2 separate regions of the Gasterosteus aculeatus genome follow, and region 2 is linked to region 1. A link is a contact called in public Hi-C data. All regions are on one chromosome and are shown on one strand. The core of a region is the stretch at or near the end of the contact, and the rest is flanking DNA. Distances in the headings are between cores, read along the strand shown. Region 1 has its middle 12 kb from the start of LOC120810387. Region 2 overlaps LOC120810952 (forkhead box protein O6-like).

What was found. A called contact is a pair of places that touch in the nucleus more often than the background predicts.
Region 2: a Hi-C map of blood and trunk muscle shows a contact between it and region 1, with 2.3 times the contacts expected there. The contact joins two enhancer-like sites. A contact is called at or near these places in 6 of 6 Hi-C or Micro-C datasets (blood and trunk muscle, liver, skeletal muscle and 2 more).

The regions. Positions count from the first base shown.
Region 1 is chr20:2,162,008-2,164,597 of fGasAcu3.hap1.1, forward strand. No RefSeq gene overlaps it. Among protein-coding and RNA genes, the nearest start is that of LOC120810387, 12 kb to the left of the region's middle. Within about 2 kb of position 1,299, at least 1 of the 9 cell types and tissues checked has open chromatin away from gene starts, as enhancers often do.
Region 2 is chr20:2,211,982-2,214,571 of fGasAcu3.hap1.1, forward strand. All of the region lies in intron 1 of LOC120810952 (forkhead box protein O6-like), which reads right to left. Among protein-coding and RNA genes, the nearest start is that of LOC120810952, 9.0 kb to the right of the region's middle. Within about 2 kb of position 1,305, at least 1 of the 9 cell types and tissues checked has open chromatin away from gene starts, as enhancers often do.

The DNA of each region.
Region 1 (2,590 bases), core at 49-2,548:
CAAGGCTTTAACCCCAAATCAACTCCTTTGAAACAGTCTGGTGGTCCAAGAGGGCCAAGTAACCTGCGCTCAACGGCCGGGAAAAAAACCCTGATTCATCCTTTATTTTAACCATGAACTCCTGCACGACTTGATTGTCTCTATGTCTCTGTTATAATAACGCGTAATAATGAATAAACCAGTAGCACGAACCGCCTTCCACAGCGTGATGATATCAGTCATTTCTATCTTTGCGAGGCTGCCGGTTCAAAACCCGTCAAAGGAAGGCAGAGAAAATCCACTTTTGTGAATGTGGCCCTTTCTACCCCCCCCCCCCCCCTCAGTTTACCTCTTTTGTTTCCTTTCTCTTTCACTTATTTCTGATTTTCGGGTTTTGTATTTCCTCGCATTTCAGTGTTTCATCTCATGTGTTGTTCCATTTTCTCCTATTACCTTTTCCTTCCCGCGGAGCAGTAATATGACGTCCGAGCACACCCGAGGCTCCGCCCGGCTCGCGCCGCCTCGCGCCGCCTCGCGCCGCCTCGCGCCGCCTCGCGCCGCCTCGCGCCGCCTCGCGCCGCCTCGCCTTTTCTCCCTGCTGTAAAATACTTTGCGGGGCCCAAACCGCCCCCCGCGGTCACAGAAAAGAAACACGCTGGGTGTAAAATGATCCCAGCCCTGTAAAATTAGAAAAAGGGGGAGGAAGAAAAAACGAGCGCGCCCAAAGTGGCATGTGCACTAATGAGGGGTTCTGGCGGGGCGCTGGTTTTGGTGGAGACCGACGATGCGTGTGATGCAATCATCACCTTTTGTCCAGCGCGTGGTTAAAGATGGCCGCGGCCGTCACTTTGTGGCGGGCACACGGGGTCATGCCTGTGTGCGGGTGAGGGGGGGGGGGGGTTGATTGTGTGCGAGGACGAGGACGGACGAATGAGTCAAGGAGGAGACGGGAGGAGCCATGCACATAAACACATTGGTCAACACACACACACACACACACACACACACACAACCACACAACCACTCCAAGTCACCCTATTATTATCATTATGCAAGTGTGACTGCAAATGGTCCCCTTCAGCAGCAGCCGGCCCGACCAGTGAGTCCATAAACAGATACGGGATGTGGCGCCGCAGCTTTGGCATTTTTGATGAGGCGGCAGCCGCACACACGCACACGCACGCACGCACGCCTCTTTCCCTTCGACCTCTGCTCTCCGAGGGAAGGCAAAGCGCGAGCGCACAAGCCCGCCGGGAGGGACTGAGCGCCCAGCTGCACGCCAACTGCGCCCGGCGGGCTGCCCCCCCCCCTGACCCCCGGGGAGCACGCGGCCTCCGTGCCCCTCCGTGCATTGGCCACGCCTCCCTTTGGCTTTGCTCGCGCTCGCCCTCAGCCTCTCACGCTCCTTCTCCGTCACACCATTGTCGGTATAATCCCTCTCCATGCTGCTCGGTCTCCCGTCCACTTTCTTTTGTCCGGCCCGTCCTCCTCTCCTCCTCTCCTTGTCTCCTCGTCTCCTCCTCTCCTCCTCGCTCGCGCTGCCAGTCCGAGAGAGTGATTGACAGGCCGTGAATTGCTCCCAGGCTACACCCGGATAAAAGGCAAGGAATGCACATAAGCACACACAAACACACACACACACACACACACACACACTTCACTGGGAATCACATCCACCGTCACATGGACAGACACAAGCTCTGCTGCCATCCACGCGTTGGCGAGAGCGATACACACTCAACACCAGTGACAGTCTCCCGGGTGTGAGACAGAGAGACGGGAGAGCGACAGACAGATTGAGCAGGAGGGCAGGCGGAGAGGCAGAGATATTGCGTCCCGGTGTGCGGTGTCAGGTCCGGCTGTGGGAGCTGACACTGATTATAGTCTTCACAGCTCACTCCCATCACAGGCAACTATAGCCCTCTATTTTCTAAAAGTTGCAGCACACTGTAGGATCCAGAATTGCTTTCACGGCTCCAGCAGTTCGGCCGCTGTCGTCCTGGAATGGAATTTAAAAGCCGTAGCGCCCAACTGCTCGCCGTTAAAGTGGAGTATTCAGACCTAATGCGACAGTGTGACAGAAGGGTGTCTGTCACATCTGTTGCCTTGTTTACTGAATAAAAAGAATGCTTTTGTATTTCTGAAAGTGAGATATGAATCTGAACCCTAAACCTAAAATAAATGCATAGTTACAGTTGATCTCAACAGCTCTTCTCCTTCGTGTCATCGTCGCAACAAGCCTTCTGTCTCTTGCATCTGCACCGGAAAGACACGCGGGGACACCGATGAAGGACACGTACTCTCAGAAGCTCACTTTCAATAGAACCCGGAGAGTCCTTTCCCCGCGCTCTCTCTTTTCAGTGTCATTGACTGCTTTATGCCCGATATAAAAAGCAATGCATGGCCAACGAAGCGCATAATGGGCAGATTTGACTAACGTGTCAGTGCAGAAGAGTGAAAACGAGGGGAGGGGGGAGAGGCAGACGAGAGGATAGGGGGAGACAGAAGGAGAAGGAGATGAAAAGAGAAGAGGCTGAGGGGGATGCAGAGGGGGAGACGGGGGAGAGAGGGGGGAGGAGGGGCTGTGCCTTATCCTGCAAGAAGACGCCTC
Region 2 (2,590 bases), core at 55-2,554, 50 kb after region 1:
AAAGGCTACTTTGTGGGGAGGACTGAGAGTGTGAAAGAGAACAAGTGAAGCCGTGAGTGACTGACGGGAAGAAGAGAAGAAGAGAAGAAGAGAAGGCTGCGGGAAGAAAAGAGGCAGCGAGACAGAGGAGACAGAAAAAGGTTCTCGGCGCAGAGAGACGAATCTCAGGAGAAACGGGGTGCAGGAGGACAGGGTGCAGGAGGACGGGGTGACGGGGTCCAGGAGGACGGGGTGCAGGAGGACGGGGTGCAGGAGGACAGGGTGCAGGAGGACGGGGTGACGGGGTGCAGGAGGACGGGGTGCAGGAGGACGGGGTGCAGGAGGACAGGGTGCAGGAGGACGAGGTCCGGGAGGACAGGGTGCAGGAGGACAGGGTGCAGGAGGACGGGGTGACGGGGTCCGGGAGGACGGGGTGCAGGAGGACGGGGTGACGGGGTGCAGAAGTACGGGGTGCAGGAGGACAGGATGCAGGAGGACGGGGTCCGGGGTGACGGGGTCCGGGAGGACGGGGTGCAGGAGGACGGGGTGCAGGAGGACGGGGTGCAGGAGGACAGGGTGCAGGAGGACGGGGTCCGGGAGGACAGGGTGCAGGAGGACGGGGTGCCGGGGTGACGGGGTGCGGGAGGACGGGGTGCAGGAGGACGGGGTGCAGGAGGACGGGGTGCAGGAGGACGGGGTGACGGGGTGCAGAAGTACGGGGTGCAGGAGGACAGGATGCAGGAGGACGGGGTCCAGGGTGACGGGGTCCGGGAGGACGGGGTGCAGGAGGACAGGATCCCCCCCCCGGCGATCCCCCCCCCTCAAAAACACAAAACACTCCTCCCCCACAACTCCATCTGGTCTCACAGTCACCTCACAACCCACCAACCTGTAGGCTCCCCACACATATGCCGGCTCCCACGCAGATTTGCTCACACATGTGTTGCTTTACACGGACAAACGCACACGCGGAACCACACGAGGGATCGCTCCCCTTTTTAAAACATTTTGAGTTGGTTTCCTCTTCTCAGAACGGAACTGCTCAGGGTGGGGGGGGGGGGTGGGGGGGGGGCGTACAGGTGACCTGTACGGACCTCCATCCGCCCGCCGCAGCATCCCCCCCCCCCCCCCCCCCTCCCCCGTCCTCCTCTCTTAGGCATTAGAATAACAAGCATCCACATAACTCCGCCTCCTCCACGCTGCCCTCCCTTTTGTTCCATCCACCCGCCGCCATCAGTCAACGTTAACTACATTTCCCCTGGTGAGCCGGCTCCCTCCATCACCCAGTGTAAACTGATGGACGGTCCTCAGACGCTCCCCTTTCCCCTTCCCACAATCCTTTGAGTCCTGACAGGGGCTTGACGGACAGGCAGAGAGGAGGGAGGCGCCGGGCCACGCGGCTGCCGGGAAGCGTCCGGAGATGGAGCGCCGCGAAAGACACCGTTTAGCTCGCCGTAAATCATCTCTTTCTCGGGGACAGACGACACGAAAACACACACACACACACACACACATTTACACACGTGCACGCGGCCATCAGTCCCTCCGCATGCAGGAAGCGAGATCGGACGGAGGGAAAAAATTGAATTAGGAAATACGGGCACCGTGATTTGTGAGTTTTTGAGGCCCGGCAGAGAAAACGCTGCTCGCGGCGCGCTCCATCTTCTGGCGAGAGCAAAGAGGAAGAGGCGTCCGCGGTGTTTGCCGAAGGCGCCGTCGAGCTGCGATGGCTTGATTTGAAATATTCACATACATGTATGACGTGATCAGGCCCATTACGTATGCTCCCCGTCGGCGGGGCTCCAGCGAACGGGGGGGCGAACGGGAAGCCGCCAGCCGGCGTAAATTATGAAGACAAGATGCATTACATAAGCCGACAAATGGTCATGAAGAGGAGTGTTGTTGAAGCCGGATATCAATCACGGCAACACGCGTTCTATGGTGTCATCAGTATGATAATACGCTACAGGCTATTTCAAGGATAAACTCGCCATTATAATACATCACAAAGCATATAAACACGGCGAAACACATCAGGCTTTGTGTAGTGTGCAGCATAGTACGACATTATGTCTGATTGATTTACAAATATAAAACTGGTTCTTCAGTCATAATGAAACATAAATCATCTAACCTACAAGGGCTGCAAATAATGGACGTTTTATCAATAAAAGGTTCCTCTGTTTAAATTGTCAGCAAACTGAAGGAGCAGCATTCAACTAATGCCGATATCAGAAGTTCACACGTTGTGTGACGACACGCAAACTAGATCCCGGTTCGCTGATCAGCTGTTGGAATGACATCGTCGTGATGTTTCGGGCGAAACCAAAGCGAACATTCCACGTGGCTGCTCAAACGTCTCATCAGGAAGAGGCGAGGCACCCGTCCGTCTGTCGTGCATCGCCGCTGTTAACGCGGGCGCTCGGCGTGGAGTAGGCCGCCTCCGCCGCCACAGGGCCGAGTATTGGCGACGGAGCAGAACAGGGTGGAGCAGGGCCTGTCGCCGTGGAGGAAAAGACGGAGCGAGTCGGCCCAGCGTGACTACGGCCCGCCTGAGTGGAGCAGCCTGCCTGCAATTAAGGTGGAATCAGGGAGAAATCTGCGCTGCCTC